Linked DNA regions of Podarcis muralis: region 1 is linked to region 2. A link is a contact called in public Hi-C data. All regions are on one chromosome and are shown on one strand. Each heading gives the region's core, a stretch centred on a gene start, on an enhancer-like site or on the middle of the called end of the contact. The rest is flanking DNA. Distances are from core to core; before and after follow the strand shown.

Evidence for each region. A called contact is a pair of places that touch in the nucleus more often than the background predicts.
Region 1: a Hi-C map of blood shows a contact between it and region 2, with 12 times the contacts expected there. The contact joins the promoter of CYP20A1 here to the promoter of WDR12 in region 2. A contact is called at or near these places in 2 of 3 Hi-C or Micro-C datasets (blood and tail).

The regions. Positions count from the first base shown.
Region 1 is chr1:127,524,462-127,529,342 of rPodMur119.hap1.1, forward strand. It overlaps CYP20A1 (cytochrome P450 family 20 subfamily A member 1), which reads left to right and starts at 2,040. Exons shown (of 13, transcript XM_028701916.2): 1 at 2,040-2,209; 2 at 4,803-4,852. The coding sequence starts at 2,138.
Region 2 is chr1:127,299,604-127,304,418 of rPodMur119.hap1.1, forward strand. WDR12 (WD repeat domain 12) reads right to left here and starts at 2,825. Exons shown (of 13, transcript XM_077918169.1): 1 at 2,693-2,825; 2 at 1,741-1,835; 3 at 301-395. The coding sequence starts at 2,733. It overlaps CARF (calcium responsive transcription factor), which reads left to right and starts at 2,772. Exons shown (of 16, transcript XM_077918147.1): 1 at 2,772-2,871.

The sequences.
Region 1 (4,881 bases), core at 790-3,289, 220 kb after region 2:
TGATAAGACTGAAGTACTGTTTTGGCGGGACAGGGGGCGGGCGGGTGTGGGGGATTCCCTGGTCCTGAATGGGGTAACTGTGCCCCTGAAGGACCAGGTGCGCAGCCTGGGAGTCATTCTGGACTCTCAGCTGTCCATGGAGGCGCAGGTCAATTCTGTGTCCAAGGTGGCTGTCTACCAGCTCCACCTGGTACGCAGACTGAGACCCTACCTGCCTGCGGACTGTCTCGCCAGAGTGGTGCATGCTCTAGTTATCTCCCACTTGGACTACTGCAATGCACTCTACGTGGGGCTACCTTTGAAGGTGACCCGGAATCTGCAATTAATCCAGAATGCGGCAGCTAGACTGGTGACTGGGAGTGGCCGCTGGAACCACGTAACACCAGTCCTGAGAGATCTGCATTGGCTCCCAGTACATTTCCAAGCACAATTCAAAGTGTTGGTGCTGACCTTTAAAGCCCTAAATGGCCTCAGTCCTGTATACCTGAAGGAGCGTCTCCACCCCCATCATTCAGCCCAGACACTGAGATCCAGCACCGAGGGCCTTCTGGCAGTTCTCTCATTGCGAGAAGTGAGGTTACAGGGAACCAGGCAGAGGGCCTTCTCGGTAGTGGCACCCGCCCTGTGGAACGCCCTCCCTTCAGATGTGAAGGAAATAAGCAGCTATCTTCTTTTTAAAAGACATCTGAAGGCAGCCCTGTTTAGGGAAGTTAATATTTAATGCTGTATTGTTTTTAACATTTGATTGGAAGCCGCCCAGAGTGGCTGGGGAAACTCAGCCAGATGGGTGGGGTATAAATAAATTATTATTATTATTATTATTATTATTATTATTATTATTATTATTATGTGACGGCAGTGAGCTGCACTTGTTCTTTAGAGCACCTCAGTTCCCAGGCAGATGGTATTAACACATTTTAAAAAGTGGACAATCTTGTTCATAAATCAAGTGAGCTATTTATTTCACTAATATTATCACTGAAGAGCCTCATACCTGTTCTGTTCGGACATACCAAACTGGTTTGTGGTACTGTAGATGAGAACCCAAAGAGGGTTTGAGTTTCCAAACGTAACAAGCAACCATAGTTTAGAGATAAACATTTATTCCAGTTTTCTGTCAGCGGGTGGCGCTGTGGTCTAAACCACAGAGCCTAAGACTTGCCGATCAGAAGGTCGGTGGTTCGAATCCCTGCGACAGGGTGAGCTCCCATTGTTTAGTCCCTGCTCCTGCCAACCTAGCAGTTCGAAAGTACGTCAAAGTGCAAGTAGATAAATAGGTACCACTCTGGCGGGAAAGTAAACGGCGTTTCCGTGCGCTGCTCTGGTTCGCTAGAAGCGGCTTAGTCATGCTGGCCACATGACCCGGAAGCTGTACGCCAGCTCCCTCGGCCAATAAAGCGAGATGAGCGCCGCAACCCCAGAGTCAGCCACAACTGGACCTAATGGTCAGGGGTCCCTTTACCTTTAATAATGGAAAACCGATTGGTATAGTTTCTGTAAAACATGCAGGGATACAAGATATGCAAAACGAACCATGGAAAGAGAAAAAGCGAAGTCACTGATATCTCAAGGATGCAAAGTGTCTATCTGAAACTGTAAAACAGAAAATTTAATAAAAATATTACACAAAGCTCTGGTTCATAAGCAACCGCTGCAAGACTTTTTGTACCGGAGGGCAGCGGAGCAACCTGCGAAGGAAAAAAACAAAAACCGTCGGCGAGGCAATGAATACTGGCCAATGAATTTTGCTGCAGCCGTCCTTGCAGCTTCGACGGGATCCAGGGCTTCAGGAAAGCTTTGTAACCCAAAACCTAAGAAAGGGAAAAAAGCAACAAGGATCGCTCAGTGCAAATGCACCGCTTTTCTTCCCGGAAGGCGTAAGGACGCCAGACCAGGCGCTGCAGGAGCTGCGCGCGGAGAGGCGATGCAAGCGCACCTTTGGGCGCAGCTGGGACTGGACCTCCATCAGCCGGGTTGGGGGTGTGTGCGCGTGCACGCGCGTTTCCAGGAAAAGTCCCGCCCCCCTCCCCGCCTTCCTCGCACAGCCGATAGCTCGATTGCTCTCGCCTCCCCCGTTGCTCGGATCTCCGCCCTGCTGCCACCCAAACTCGGGCGAGGAAGGGCTGCTGCTGCTGCCATGCTGGACTTCGCTATCTTCGCCGTCACTTTCCTGCTGGTCCTGGTGGGGGCCGTGCTTTACCTCTACCCGGTAAAGGCTGCACCGCGCGCGCGCCGGGAGATCAAAGGGGAGATCAAAGGGGTTCTAGAATCTTGGGGCGCCGGGAGAAAGTGCCCGCGCGGAAGCGGGCGGCGCGTCCCCCGCAGCTCTAATGGCTTTACTGGGGAGGGAGTCCCGTCGTGGGGTTTTGAGTTAGTGTAACTTAGTTCCGGGTGACCCTGCACCGGAGGTAAAGCATAATAATAATAATAATAACAACAACAACAACAACAACAACAACAACAACAACAACAACAACTATTTATTTATACCCCGCCCATCTGGCTGAGTCTCCCCAGCCACTCTGGGCAGCTCCCAATCAAGTGTTAAAAACAATACAGCATTAAGTATTAAAAACTTCCCTAAACAGGGCTGCCTTCAGATGTCTTTTAAAGATAGGATAGCTGCTTATTTCCTTCACATCTGAAGGGTTCCACTAGGGACGTGGGTGGCGCTGTGGGTAAAAGCCTCAGCGCCTAGGGCTTGCCGATCGAAAGGTCGGCGGTTCAAATCCCCGCGGCGGGGTGCGCTCCCGTTGCTCGGTCCCAGCGCCTGCCAACCTAGCAGTTCGAAAGCACCCCCGGGTGCAAGTAGATAAATAGGGACCGCTTACTGGCGGGAAGGTAAACGGCGTTCCGTGTGCTGCACTGGCTCGCCAGCTGCAGCTTGTCACGCTGGCCACGTGACCCGGAAGTGTCTTCGGACAGCGCTGGCCCCCGGCCTCTTGAGTGAGATGGGCGCACAACCCTAGAGTCTGTCAAGACTGGCCCGTATGGGCAGGGGTACCTTTACCTAGCTGCTTATTTCCTTCACATCTGAAGGGTTCCACATGGTGGGCGCCACCACCGAGAAGGCCCTCTGTCTGGTTCCCTGTAACCTCACTTCTCGTAGCGAGGGAACCTCCAGAAGGCCCTCGGAGCTGGATCTCAGTGTCCGGGCTGAACGATGGGGGTGGAGACGCTCCTTCAGGTATACTGGACCGAGGCCATTTAGGGCTTTAAAGGTCAGCACCAACACTATGAATTGTGCTCGGAAACAGCACAAGCAGATATTTCTCTATCGGAGATTCCTGCATTGCAGGGAGTTGGGCTACTCGGAAGTAAGTCCGAAGTTCTTCCCCTCCAACGATTCTGGCCGCAGCACTTGACCCATAGCTGTCAACCTTTCCCCCCCCTTTTTTTTTTGCGGGATATTCCCTTATTCCAGCGCTGCTTCCCGCTGCTATCCCAGATTGTTAGATATCCCGTAGACTGTCCCCGGGACGGGTGAGGCTGCTGATCCCTTATCTTCGAGTCTGCTGATCCCTTATTTTCAAATCTGAAAGTTGACAGCTCTGACTTGACCCCTCGCAGAGAAATTCCAGCTCTGCGCCAACTCTGAACAGACTACGGGACCCAGAATCCTTTGAGGGAGGGGACGCGCCTCCAATACGCTTTAAAGGCGTTTTTTGCAAAGTTGGGACTACAGTTCCCATCATCTCTGACCACTGTCGCAGCTTGTTAAGGATGATGGGAGTTGTAGTCCTCCAAAAAAAAAAAAACAGACGGAAATTCGAAATTCTGGCGAAGTGTGTACATGTACAGCTGAGCAGGGCAGAAACCACAGGAGATGAAAGCAAGGTGGTCTTTTTGAGGAGGAGGGTACTAAACTTCGGAAGCAACTTTCCAGTAGGTAATAATAATAATAATAATAATAATAATAATAATAATAATAATAATAATTTATTTATACCCCGTCCATCTGGCTGGGTTTCCCCAGCCACTCTGGGTGGCTCCCAACAAAGTATTAAAATACAGTAGTTTGTTATACATTAAAAGCTTCCCTAAACAGGGCTGCCTTCAGATGTCTTCTAAAAGTCAGATAGCTGCTTAGTTCTTTGACATCTGATGGGGGGGGGGAGTTCCACAGGGCGGGTGCCACTACCAAGAAGGCCCTCTGCCTGGTTCCCTGTAACTTGGCTTCTCGCAGGGAGGGAACCGCCAGAAGGCCCTCGGCGCTGGACCTCAGTGTCCGGGTAGTTTATCTTTGGCTATGAGCTATGGCTGCAGATGTGCGACCTGGTGTTCTGCACGTTTAACGGGAGTAAGGCCCTCGCTGAAGTCGGTGGGGCTTTCCACTTAGTACAGGTACGCAAGTTTGCTGGCTGACAATACGGTCTTAATAGTTGTTTATTCAGAGGTTGGGTGCAAGGGGGCCTGCTCCCTCGCGAGTGTGTTGAGGATCACAGCCGTTCGCGGAGGAGCCCACCATCTTCCTAGCAAGCCAGTTCTACTCTGACTGGCGGTGGTTGCCCTGATTCGAACTCGGATCACGTTTCACATACAAAGGGTCCCGCTTTTTTTCAGGGGTTGTGCTGCCGTTTGATATCTTGAGTTGATCTATCTTTCTGCCCTTTGAGCATTTCAAACTTGGGGAGGGGGAAATATTTTTAGATATCCACTGCTGCTTTATAATGGTCTCACTTAGTACATCTGTAGTAATGTGCAGCACGTAATCTTGATGATCTGTTCAAGCCTCCGTTTACGTGGCTGAATTCCATCAACTGTGGATTGTGGTTATGATTACTGCTCCTTTCCTTCCTTAGTCTTCCAGACAGGCTTCAGGTATCCCAGGGATGACTCCGACGGATGAAAAGTAAGTAGCTTCTTACATGTTCGATTGGG
Region 2 (4,815 bases), core at 1,575-4,074:
CACTGGCTACTGCAAGCAGCAAACCCATGACTTATGGGAACAACAGAGGCCTCTGTAGCAGATGTGGGCTCCCAACTGCACACACACTTTTAACCAATCCTAAACCCCCTCTAGCTAGCAGCTCTGAAGGATAGAATTGCTCGGTCATACATTTGCAGGCTAGACAGCCTGATACAATAATTGGGAGTTTTGCACAAATTTAACTGGATGATTCTATATTTCTTACTCTCATTATCCAGAGCCTATACTCTACACACACACACACACACACACACACACACACACACACACACGACTTACAGTTGAGATATTTTCCACTTCCATGTGCCTCACCAGGGACATGCGCAAGAACTGTCCGTTAATAAGGAAATCAAATTCCACATATTTGTGGCCTTCTAGAGACAAAGAAAACACAAAGTGTCAGGTTGCATAGCTTATACGATACTCAGAAGATGCAGTTTACACTGTACATTTGAGAAGTCTTGGTGCCTATGTCTAAAATGTAGCCTTCAGTTATTCCTGTACAATACACACTCATATTACCAAGTTATCACAGGCAACCAAACTTTATCCAGGGGAATACAAAAAATTCTCAAGTTTTTTGTTAGCAGATAAGATTCAGCTCCCCAAACCAGAAGTTATATCACTGATACACTTTACATATTGAGCAAGTTGGATGTTACAGCATCTTGGTTCCAACTGTAATATTCTTTGAACCCCCAGACAAAATACATTTCTCTGGGCAAGCGATCATGAAGAAACAAAAAATAATCATAGAGATTATCAGAGATTGTGCAGAGATTTTGTCTATTTGAACATGTACCCAAGGAAGGCAAGGGCCAACTTTCTGGACAAGAAACTTACTGTGTGAAATGGCCCTGTGACCACAGCATGAATACAACTGGGTACCACAGTGAGAGTCAGTATAATGAAGTAGGCAGTACTAATTTGATCTGTGGGACCCAGAATGGAGAGATCAAACCTCTCCATTCTTAAGGAAATCAGCCCTGAGTGCTCACTGGAAGGACAGATCCTGAAGCTGAAGCTCCAATACTTTGGCCACCTCATGAGAGGAGAAGACTCCCTGGAAAAGACCCTGGTGTCGAGAAAGATTGAGGGCACAAGGAAAAGGGGAAGACAGAGGATGAGATGGTTGGACAGTGTTCTCGAAGCTACCAGCATGAGTTTGACCAAACTGCGGGAGGCAGTGGAAGACAGGAGTGCCTGGCATGCTCTGGTCCATGGGGTCATTGTTATGTACTGAAGTTCTCACCCTGGGTTCAGATTGCTCCTTGTAAAGATCACTGGAGACCCTTGGCTAAGTCACTGTCTCCCAACCTAGCCCATACGACAAAAAAACTGCTCCAGGGATAACAGTGTTCTGACACTTTGAGATGAAGCGTGAACTACAAATGTGATAAATAAATAATTCATACATAATCTACAAATTGACTTGTGCCCCAAATTGTGTATCTCCACTCTAGTGTGCTTTGCTAAATAAGATATGCTTTGGGAGGAAGGGTTGAATATAAATGTAATAAATTAATGTGCGTTTATACGGAATTTGCTGAGGTGATATCTATAGCATCATGTGTTTAATAGCAAAAATTAATTCTGTAAAACTGTAAACTGTGATTAGTTGTATGTGTGGTAACCACATCTACAGACTCCTAAAATTAACTCTTGACTAATAGCAAGGGAGCAAACTTTTAAAGCCACTTCCCTCAAACATAAACGTACCATTTTTTGCTTCCAGCAATTTGTTGATAACATTACTGAGATCAGCAACTTCAGAAGCAGCTGGGACAGAGAAAGGAACATCATCTACTGCGTATCTGTGGAGAGAAAACAGTTGCACACAGTATTCAGAAAAGGGTAAAATCAATCTCAAACTTCCACCATCGTCTTCATGGGAAATATTTTACCTTTTAAGAGCAGACTCATGTACTATACTATACCATCGTATAGGTATGGTAAAGGACCCCTGGACGGTTAAGTCCAGTCAAAGGCGACTATGGGCCCTGCCACCCATATCAAATCCCAGTAACATCTACCCCCAACCTGAATGACAAACCAAACCCAAGAGAATTGTTTTGGAATCAAAACAAACAAACAAACCATCTGTGGCACTTTAAAGGCACTTGGCACAAGATTTCCTGAACTTTGCATATGCTTTGCATATAATTGCTAATTACAGGTAGCAAGCTAACTAGTCTATAACTAGTTGGATTGGAGGTAAGGCCCTTTTTGAATATAGGGATGACTACCGCTGTGGCCCAAACTTTGGGAAATAACCCAGGTGAATCAATAAATGAGAATATTACCACCACCAGGGAGGCCCATCAGTCAATGTTAGATTCTGGGGGGAAATAATCTACGCCTGGTGCTTTATTGCTTCTTAACTCTGAAATAAGGTTCTTGACTTCAGTTATAGATACTGGAAGACAATCTGGTAAGTTTCCAAAAGGTTCTGTTATTTGGTTGACCCCATCACCCTGCCCCTGATAAGAATGAATTATAATATTGCATACACGTACATATACATCTATATGAATGAATGGCTGAGGCCAAAAGACCATAAAGTGCAAGAGGCATGCCAAAATGGACTTTGCTTAAGAGCAGCGCTTCAACCACAGTTGCCATTGCTGAGATGACCCAGTTATGCCCTTCCAGACCCCGGCGATGTACTTACTTCGTGTCCTCAGTGAAGAAGCGAGCCTGAAGCTGCGCCATTTCAAAGGCTGGGATATTTCTGTCTCTCCCCAGAATCAGCAGCGCCTCGTCCCACGTGGCTTCAGAGTTGCTTCCGCCCTCTGCCGTGGGGCCGATGGAGTCGCCTCAGCGAGCGATTAGTTTAGTCTGCCCTTAAAGGTAAAGAAGCAGCTTTTATTTTTTCCTCCCTCTCTTCTCGCCCCCCCACTTCCTACATAAGCCACGAAGTCGATGGGTTGTTGTTTTTCAATTGGTTCCTCCGTGCCCCAAAAAAGGCGTACACTGTATTTTAAAAAATTATATTTCCCTCTCCACTCCACCCCCCATGGATCCTGGGAGCTGCAGTCCCGGAGCTACAATTCTCAGGAAATTAGTTCTCAGGGTGGGGGAAATGTGCTTTGTGCTGTAAACTTATGCTGGGTTTGCAGCCTGTTATTCCTATTTATACCCATCTGAGTTGAAGGAAGTTGGGTAATATAAAAATAAAACTCATATATATATATATCTATTATTTCTCTCTCTCTCTCTAGATATATATTTGAGTTATTTTTATACTACCCAAATACCTATGTGTATATGTATGAAATGTTTATTTAATGATCTCAGGGCAGTTCACAGCATAAAAACACAAAGTTCATAAATGGGAACAAAAAAGAAACAAACTCATAACACCTCCCCCTTCCAAGATGCGTGTCTGCGCGTCTACAAACGTGCCATGCATTTGGCAACGTTTCCATTTTAATAGCAGCCCGCAAACCAGCGTTCATTGCCATTCCGTACCTCTGCAGAACTGGGCACACCTGAGCGTACGGAAACCCTTTTTAAAAAAAGCACCTTCAACGCAAAGTAGTAGAGATGTAAAAATAATGTACGCGATAAAAATGTGATAAATACACCAACTGAAGGGAGGGAGGGAAGTCAAGACTCGGCAGAGCCAAAGGGAACATACTGTGATTGTATGGACGGATGGAAAAAGATATAATAATAATAATAATAATAATAATAATAATAATAATAATAATAATAATAATTTATTTATACCCCGCCCATCTGGCTGGGCTTCCCCAGCCACTCTGGGCGGCTTTCAAAAAAATATTAAAATACTGTAATACATCAAAGGAAATAATATTTCATTTAAAGGAAATAATAAAAATTTATTCTGGGAAAAATAAATAAATAAAAGCACCCATCAGCGAACCCTCTCTCCCTTTCTGAAAAAACCCACACAAACACGTGGATACTCCAGTACTTCCGGGTTTTCTACGGTGCCCCGTTGGCTCCCGTCGCAAAAAAAAAAAAAACCCTTCGCCTTCGCTTGCGGCGGCCTGGTGGGCGCGGCGCGTGCGTGCTGCTGCGCCTGCGCCGTCCGCGCGGTCTCCCACGGCGGTGCCCAAGACGAGGTTGAGTAGACTCGTTCTGAATTTTCCCTCCTCCCCCCTCCCCTCCCTCCCCCTTCCCCCCTCCCCACCCCCTGGCTGGGCTCGGGCGCGCGGCAGGCGCCGGTCGCGTCACTCACGCTGCCGCGCGCCCTGGCCCGCCCTGCCCACCTCCTCCTCCTCAGGGAAGGAGGGAGGGAAAGAGGGAGGGGGGGGCTGTTTCTGCCTGGCAGGGGGAGGGGCTCGAGTCACCCCCCCACCCCAAATTGGGGCTTAATATTCTGGTGGAGGGGCGCCCCCTCCCCCCACAGATTCCTCCCCCCCCCCCACATTCCACCCCCCAGCTCAACTTGCTGTGTGGGCAAAAGCCACGACTCCATTATTATTATTATTATTATTATTATTATTATTATTATTAATAATATTTATTAGTGACTTTCAGTTTTATCCATTTCAGTAACTTTACAATCGTGTCGACAAATCCGCCCCCCCAGCTCAGCTTGTTGTGTGGGCAAAAGCCACGACTCCATTATTATTATTATTATTATTATTATTATTATTATTATTATTATTATTAGTGACTTCAAGTTTTATCCATTTCAATAACTTTACAATCGTGTCGACAGATCCCCCCCCCATCTCAGCTCAGCTTGTGTGGGCAAAAGCCACGACTCCATTATTATTATTTATTAGTGACTTTCAGTTTGATCCATTTCAATAACTTTAC